Regions from separate parts of the Sus scrofa genome. Here regions 1 and 2 are each linked to region 3. Evidence: chromatin contacts called from public HiChIP or PLAC-seq data. All regions are on one chromosome and are shown on one strand. Each heading gives the region's core, a stretch centred on a gene start, on an enhancer-like site or on the middle of the called end of the contact. The rest is flanking DNA. Distances are from core to core; before and after follow the strand shown.

Region 1 (2,700 bases), core at 55-2,554, 110 kb after region 3:
ATCCCTGCAGTCTATGGCTTCATGTAAGTAACGGCCTCATTAGAACCCTCTAGAAGTTAATTTAGTGTTCACACCTCCATCTGGAATCAGAGGGAGAGCAAGCACAGGCAGCATCTAGAGCAGTGGTCCTTAGCCTCTAGCGTGCATCAGAATCATCTGCAGGGCTTGAATACCCAGCTTGCTGGACTCCCTCCAGAGGTTCTGATTAAGTAAGTCTGGGGTAGGGACCAAGAATTTGCATTTCTAGTAAGTTTTCAGGTGATGTGTTCCAGGGAACACCCTTTGAGAACCACTGGTCTCTTACAGTTGAGGAACACTTTCGGGGAACTTCCAAAGCAACTACCAGCCTCTGACTGGGAGATTCTGACTTAATCCCAAACAGGAATGGATGTGTATCTCCATTGCAAGAGGATCTCCAACAGTTTTAAAATAAAGCCGTCTTCCATATGCCAGACTTTTAGAGAAAATTGAAATTCCCGTGTGGTTTAGAGTTCCCTGGTGGCCCAGCAGTTAAAGATTTACTGTTGTCACTGCTGCAACTTGGGTTTCATCCCTGGACTGGAAACTTCACATGCCGTGGGCATGACCAAAACAAACAAACCCCCAAAAAACAGAAAGAAATGGGTTTTCAAGATGAATCCTGTAGACATTTCCACATTTCTCAGGATAGTCTCTGCCCAAGCATGGGACTCACAGCCCCGTGAGTGATAGACACTTAAACCAGCCAGAGTGGGAAAGGGATCTATGTCTGCGCTGCTTATTTGTGTAAAATTTTGGCTGAGCCTAACAATGACCAGTAACCTTCAGTTTTTCATGCTCTGCCTTGGAGAAGAGTTTAGAATGCCCAATGAAAGGCTTTTCCTAGTTTTCTGCTGGTCCACAGATTGTGTGCTGTACTTAATTTCACAGAAAAGGAAATGTAGTTACAGCAGGAAGCAAAGACTTGCCCTGGGTGGAGGCCTTCGTCAGTGAAATTTGACCATGAACTGTTGCCTCTCTCTCTCCCTTTCTGCGCTCCACTTATTGTACTTTTAAGATTGTGAATTGACATCAGTTTCAACCCTGTATTTTTTTAAATAGAAAAAATATAATGTAAAATTTGTAGAAGAGCCGAAATTGCAGCCTATCTTTATCTGATATAACCAGACCAAAAGTTTTCCAGATAAATCCTTATTTCCCAAACAAGGTCTGGGATCCTAGCCAGGACCTGGCAGTGGTTCCTCAGGCCCCTGGAAGGCTCACTGCAGAGTGTCAGGCACTCAGTCTTCTGGCTGCAGCTTGTGGGCATGTGGAGCACGAATGGGGAGAACAGGATCTCTGAGCTTGTCTTCTACACAGGTTTTTGGAATGCCCCAAATAGGCATTGTTGGTTTTAGACCCATTCCTCTCTTGCTCCAGTGTGGGTACCTCCTGACTTTGAACAAATACATATCCTGGACAGTAAAAGAGGGACTGGTGTTTTGATTTCTGGCATGAATTCCTGCCTTGTTTCAGATCTCTGATGCATGCCAGAGTTTGGCTCAGGTAATATTTTTTTATGGGTTATTATTCTCTGTGCCTCTGCCCATTATTTTTTTAATTACCTGGGCCTGGGGTGCCTGCAGAGCCCCTCACATCCTGATTTCTGTGGAGACAAAGTTGTCCTTGACTGCCCAGCAGTGACCAAAGCCTTCAGGAGAAAACCAGGTCAAAGCAGATTGTTTATAATTTTGTTCTCATTTTTCTCTGCCTTTGTTTTCTTCATTCCAGACTTTCTGTTCCAGATCTCACTCCAAACATTGGTCTCTTCTGGTACTTCTTTGCAGAGATGTTTGAGCACTTCAGCCTCTTCTTTGTATGTGTGTTTCAGATCAACGTCTTCTTCTACACCATCCCCTTAGCCATAAAGCTGAAGTAAGTGGTTGGACCTGCTGCTTTTTTTTGTCCACAGAGCCATTTGTAGCTTTGCAGGTACCCTTCAAAACATCTGCTATCAGGTTTTATTTTTGCCCAGGGAGCCCAGTCAGTCTTCAGTCGCTTCAATGGCTGTACCCAGCAGTAGAGCCACACATGAGGGCAGGCTGCAGAGATGTTGCTCCAGAGCCCTGATATTTCCCCTGGCTTCACTTTGGGATCCTTGAACCCATGTTATTGCTGAGCCCAGTCGTTTTAGATAAAGGTGGGGCTTGGGGAGGAGGAGGAATCCTTAGAAAAAGTGGATCCTGTTGGGTGTCCTCCATCAGCATCCTGGTAACAGTTTGCCCAAAGGGTCTCAGGACGTGTTAGTTGGGAAGCTGGCCACCTGCAACTATGTTTAATCTTTTGATCAGTTTCCCTCAAAGGAGTTACCTATGAGCTCTCTTCTCTAGCATAACGGAGCTAACATCTAGGATTTTTTTTAATCATTTTAGGGCCGTACCAGCAGCATGTGGAAGTTCCCAGGCTAGGGGTCAAACTGGAGCTGCAGCTGCTGGCCTTCACCACAGCCACAGCAATGTGGGATCCAAACCACGTCTGCGACCAATACCACAGCTCACGGCAACACCAGATCCTTAACCCACTGAGCGAAGCCAGGGATCAAACCTGCGTCCTCATGGATACTAGTCAGGTTTGTTACTGCTGAGCAACTGTAGGAACTCCTGTCTAGGCTTTTTGAAATACAGTCATGCCTAACCCTTCCAGCAACTCTTACTGGTAGGCATTATTATCACTTCCATTTTA
Region 2 (2,777 bases), core at 200-2,699, 70 kb after region 3:
TGGCCTTACCTTTTGCTGTATTTGTAAATATCCCTAAATAACATATAGTAGTATTTTGCATGTTTTTAACTTTATGTAAATTGTGTGATACAGTGTATATTCTGTTGCCATCTGTGTTTTTCACCATTAAGTCTTTAATCACATACTACTTTGGCTTCTCTGAATTACTCTGTTTTATAATGGGTTGTCACATTGATTTTATATTCTCTAAGCTCCTTAAATCAGCAGGGCTACCCATTTTGGGTTCAGAGTTTGTTTCCTTCTGTAGTCTGACCCATGTTTGCTCATAGGGTGGCCTGCCTTTTTTTTCCTTCTGCAGCATATCCATGAACTTGTTGGGGCACACATGGGGAAGGCCAGAGCTTTCCACCCTCATCTCACTCCCTCTTAACTCTTCACTCCAGCTGCCCAGCCACACCTAGCCCTCTTCCCTCTTCTCTTCATTGTGGTCATTCTCCACTTCCTCAGAGGAAGTGAACAACTTTAAACAGGAGAGCTTGGACACTGTGACATTCAGGGAATCATTCCACTTTGCATGAAAATATTTGACTTTGCTGATGGAACGTTGGAGTCCTTGGACCACTGATGCTAACTCCTCAAAATGGCTGAAAACTTTGCCATTCAGTCATTTATTTAGCCATTCAGCAGATAGTTAATGTTTACTCACTGTGCCAGATATTGGCAAATAACATGATCCCTGGCCTCATGGAATTTATAGTATCGTGAAGGAGAAAGCTATTAGTCAGTCACATAAATTTAAAAGTTTTAGTGTAAATAGTACTATGAAAAAATGCATATAGTAGGGAGATTTTTACAGCTTTCTGAGGAAGTGATGATTTAATTGAGGTCTACCTAGGGAGTTAACTAAAGAAAGAGAAAAAGAGGTGGTTCCAGGTTAAATGCAAAGGTCTTAAAATTAAAAAAAAATTTTTTTTAATTAAAAAAATAAAAATTAAAAATTAAAAAAATTAAAATAAACAAAGGCCTGAGAGCAGGAGGGGTGTGGCACACTCATGGTGCTCCAACCCACAAAGTGAGAGGTGCAAGGAGTGGGTGTGAGATGATGGAGAGGTAAAGCCAGGTCAGGAGGGCCATGTGGGCCCTGGAAGGACTTTTGTCTTCACTGTAAAAGCAATGGGAAGTTATTTGTTTCGTGTAATTTTGTCACTTTTCTTTTTTCCAGTTCAAAAAGCAGAAACTCCTCCTAGAACTAGACCAGTATGCCCCAGATGTGGCTGAACTCATCCGGACCCCTATGGAAATGCGTCACATCCCTCTGAAAGTGGCCGTGTTGTAAGTATTCTCTGACCAAACAGGGCTCAGTGCCAGCAAATGCGAGGAAAATCTGATGAGACCTTTTCATGTTGTTTGTTGTATTTTTGGAGATCTGCAGTCTTAGTCATCCAGTATTAGCTATAGTTCTGTTGCACAACTGGGGTTCTGGCCAGGAAAAGAGACAGAGCCATTCTGTCTCTGTTGGGACAAAGCCTCACACAGGCACATGCACAATCAACCCTTCACAAATGCTTTTTCATTCCATCCTGATCTGGGCTCCGGCCTCCTTGTAACCAGTTTTCTTAAAAAAAGAAAGAAAGAAAGAAAAATTAATTTCTTCAGTTATGATATATGATTGCACGAAATTCTGATCTTCGTGCAGCTGTTATTTCAAGCAACTCCAGTGTTTCATGTACAATTTGGTCCTCCATTTGTAGTTCAAAAAATTGCAGTGAAGTGCCAAACAGACCCATCCCACCTGGGTGACCAGTATGGGAGAATGGAATTTACTGAGGCTCTATGAAAAAATTCTCTAGGAGTTCTCTGTGATGCCCATTATGTTCTTTCTTAACTTACACCTATTTATATTCCTGAGATAGGCAAATATGAATAATTATTTAGGCAACTAATAGTAAATATTAATAATAACTAGTTTCTAGGGATACGATACACAGTAAACAGGGCAGACAAGTTTCCTCATGGAAAAACATGACCTTAGAACTTCAGATTTAGAAGGGGCCATATGAGGACAGTTTATTCAACCCTCCGCCTTGTGTGTGACTCTCCTATTCAGCATTCCAGATAGGTGGCCTGCGTAGCCACTTCTTGAACATCACCTGCTATTTAGAAATATCTTTTTCTCTTCTCCCATCAAACAAATTTGAGGTATCAGTTCATATCTATGTATTTCAGAAATAAGGGTGAGAACTACCTAATAGAACCAGAGGTTTGGCAACATTATGAATCCCTTGTGGACTTGTATGTCTCCAGGGGTAGTTTTGTAATAGCAAAAACCATTTCTTTAAAGATTGTGTAACGAGCCTCTCTATAAATGCTGGGAAAAAACACCAACAATTTATGGGCCTTTGGCTTTAGAACTCCTAATCTTACAGCCCTGAGAGGTGTTAGATTTATGGTCTTTATTTGTGAATAGTAACTATAATCTCTCCTTGAGACACTGGTTTGTCTCTTCCTATCTGAAAATCAGAATTATGTAACTGATATCCCATTTCACTTTGTCTGCCAGGAAACTCAGAGCCAGATTTAAAACTGATTATTTCAGTGCTATAGGAGACCCATTTGGTCTTCTTTCCCTGGCTTTTACTTTTTCCTTTTATTTATATTTTCCCTGGTCTTAATGCTTTCTTGCTTTCTTATTTTTTTTTCCTTTTTTTTTTTATGGCCACATCGGAGGCACATGGAAGTTCCCAGGCTAGGGGTCCAGTCGGAGCTTAAGCTGCCAACCTATGCCAGAGCCATAGCAACACCAGATCCAAGCTGCA
Region 3 (2,700 bases), core at 152-2,651:
AGGCTTTCCTCCTGCCTCCTTTCCTCCTGGTCCCTCTCTGTGAACAGAGGGAGGGGCAACACAAGCCTTGTAATCATCAGCACTAGGCCAGGTCAGTCCTTCCTAGCTGACAACTCTGATGTTGGGAGGCAAAGAAGGGCCAAACAAAGGGAACTCTCACCTCTACCCCATCCCAACATCGGCCCTGGAGACAGCCTGATGCAGCCACTGACTCACCTTTCTGCAGTCAAAACAGATGGGAGGGAGTAATTTTACTGGGCTCTGGAACTCCAGGGTATAAAGTAAGGATCAGGGCTTCAAAAGGGGACCCAATCTCCTAGGAGCCCTATCAAATTTGGATGGCGCTTAGCCCAAGGTACAGTCCTCAGTGGAAGGAGAATGTGTAACTACTTGTAATAAGCTCATACTAAGTATGTGCCCAGGGCTAATGCATCTGCCACTCACTAGGCAGGCATGACTCTAATTGGCTGCAGGACCTAGAGTAAGCCACTTGCCCGCTCCTGGCCTCAGTTTTCCCTTCCGTGAAATGGGGTCTAAGACCCCTCCTTTCGGGAAGTGACGTGACCTCAGTTAAGGCGCTGCACACATTTCAGGGATTAGAAGGATGTAATTATGTTAGTCCAGGGGTGCAGAGCCTGGAGCCAGAGGGAGGGGATTCCACCACCATCTGGCGCTGCCTCAACGATCCGGCTGGAGCCAAAGCTTCAGGCGCCCCTGAACTCCTGACAACCCCCTCCCCCAATGTAGACCCAGTAACGCTGTTTGAACCTCTCTCAAGTCGCAAGGAGAAAGTAGAGGATCAGAGGCTTGAACGCAGCTCTTGGATTAATCCAGAAAACTGGAGGACCTTTTGGTCCCGCTGCCTTTCAGCGTCCCTCACCCGTGGGCCCAGTCCCGACTCAGCGCCCGACGGGTCACGGGAGGACAGGCGACCCGAGCCGGGAGGGGGTGGGGGGGCGGTCCCGGCCTTGGTGACGTCTCAATGTCATATGCAAATATGCAGACGTCAGAGTCTACCGGACGGGCGGCAGCCAATCCAGAGGCGGGAGTGCAGCCCCGGCGGCCGCCGGCGGAAAGAGACAAAGACCCGGGAGCTGGGGGAGCGGGGAGTGTTCTGGGGCCCCGGGAGCCCAGGGGCCAAAGCTGATCAGAACTCACCTGGGGCAGGGGCGGGGCGGCAGGCGGAGGTGGCGCTGAGGTAGTTGTGAGGCGGAGTGTCCTAGGGTCCGCGGCTGATCACAGGCCCCGCCGCATCGCGGGGGCTAGGCGGGGAGGCGGCGGGGGTACGGGTCGGACGTTCCGGGTTGCTGCGCTCGCCCGCTGGGCTTCGAGTCTGTGCAGCAGCTGCTGGGCTCACAGCACAAATTGGAGCGTTCAAACAGCTGATTGTGACGTCACAAAGGGGCCCGCCCGCCTCGCGTCAGCGACCGGCGAAGCGGCGGCCAATCCCAGGCTGCGGATCTCCCCTCCCCGCCTCCTCCTTGGTTCGCTGGCTAGTGGCTCCCTCCCGGGATCAAGACTCCGAGCCGGAGGCTGGGGGGTGGGGCGTTCGGAGACGCGACTGCTGGGCGCTTGGAGCCCCTGCTCCTGGGCGACCCCACAGACCTCTCAGTGAGGAGAATTACCACTCCTTCTACAGGATCCCCATCTTTCTGTACTCCCTCCGCATATCCCAGCGCCTTTGCCCCTCCTGTCCGTTCACCTGTATCCTCTATCCAAATCCCTCGGTCTGTACCCTTTTCTCAACTCCGCGCCACATCCGTGACCTTCCAGTCTCCTCCTCCCCGCCCTTCTCCCGGGCCTCCGTTTTCTGCCTCACCTTCTCACCCCTACGCATTATCTGCTCTGCCGCTCCATTTTTCCTCATCTGGACAGGCTTGAGAGGTGGGGCACATCTCCCTTCCCCGGTTCCAGGGGTGTACCCGGGAGTATAGGAGAGTTGGTTAGACTGACAGAATATTTTTCAGAGTAGGACTTGGAGAGGGATTGCTCTGGGCTGAATAAACACTGAGCTAGAGAGTGCTCAGCACTGGAACGTTTCCACATCTTGTTTAACCCACCTTGCTGCTGGGGCTGGACAGAAAAGTGACGGGACAGGGATTGATTATTAGCCTCGATTTACACGCGGGAAAACTGAGACTCAACAAATCTCATGCTTAGTATGTAGATTTATATTCAGCAATGCATTGAGCAAATATTGAGTACCTACTATTGCTGCTGCCAGACCGGTAGCTGATATTTATTGAACACTTACTGAGTGCGAGGCACTGTGCTATAGTGCTTTATATGTCTTTTGATCTTCACAACAACCCTGAAAGATGGGTGTTATGCCCCTCCCCATTTTCCAGCTGAAGAAACAGGCTCAGAGAGCCTAAGCGATTTCCCAAGGTCACAAAGCTACAGCAAATGGCAGAGCCAGAACTTGAACCCATAGTTCCAGGCCCCAAATCTCTCCACTCTCTATAGGCACCAGACTGTCTAAATCCCAGAATGCTTCAGCCTCCCCAGGGAGATCTAGGCACAGTCTTGACTTTCCCCAAACTTGCTGTGTGACCTCAAGCAAGTCATGTTACCTCTCTGGACCTCAATTTCATTATCTATCAAACTTAACATATCCAAGTTTCCTTTTAGAGGTTCCTTCAAATGCTCCACCCTCAGGATTCTGCCAATCCCATCCTCTAGGTCCCCAGCATTCTCAGC

Evidence for each region. HiChIP or PLAC-seq counts read pairs in DNA pulled down with a chosen protein or histone mark.
Region 1: a contact with region 3 is called in an H3K27ac HiChIP or PLAC-seq map of skeletal muscle. The contact joins the enhancer-like site here to the promoter of TP53INP2 in region 3. A contact is called at or near these places in 1 of 5 promoter capture datasets (liver), 6 of 47 Hi-C or Micro-C datasets (heart right ventricle, liver, psoas muscle and 1 more) and 1 of 2 datasets of contacts at active chromatin or transcription factors (skeletal muscle).
Region 2: a contact with region 3 is called in an H3K27ac HiChIP or PLAC-seq map of skeletal muscle. The contact joins the enhancer-like site here to the promoter of TP53INP2 in region 3. A contact is called at or near these places in 1 of 5 promoter capture datasets (liver), 4 of 47 Hi-C or Micro-C datasets (embryonic fibroblasts, liver and skeletal muscle) and 2 of 2 datasets of contacts at active chromatin or transcription factors (alveolar macrophages and skeletal muscle).

Annotation. Positions count from the first base shown.
Region 1 is chr17:37,988,350-37,991,049 of Sscrofa11.1, reverse strand. PIGU (phosphatidylinositol glycan anchor biosynthesis class U) reads left to right here. Exons shown (of 12, transcript NM_001185136.1): 8 at 1-23; 9 at 1,750-1,893. Among named protein-coding and RNA genes, the nearest start is that of MAP1LC3A, 32 kb to the right of the region's middle. Within about 2 kb of position 1,304, at least 26 of the 83 cell types and tissues checked have an H3K27ac peak or open chromatin away from gene starts, as enhancers often do. A contact at or near this core is called in liver and skeletal muscle, where this site is marked.
Region 2 is chr17:38,032,998-38,035,774 of Sscrofa11.1, reverse strand. PIGU (phosphatidylinositol glycan anchor biosynthesis class U) reads left to right here. Exons shown (of 12, transcript NM_001185136.1): 5 at 1,184-1,293. Among named protein-coding and RNA genes, the nearest start is that of PIGU, 47 kb to the left of the region's middle. Within about 2 kb of position 1,449, at least 24 of the 83 cell types and tissues checked have an H3K27ac peak or open chromatin away from gene starts, as enhancers often do. A contact at or near this core is called in liver and skeletal muscle, where this site is marked.
Region 3 is chr17:38,102,890-38,105,589 of Sscrofa11.1, reverse strand. It overlaps TP53INP2 (tumor protein p53-inducible nuclear protein 2), which reads right to left and starts at 1,401. Exons shown (of 4, transcript XM_003359949.4): 1 at 1,159-1,401.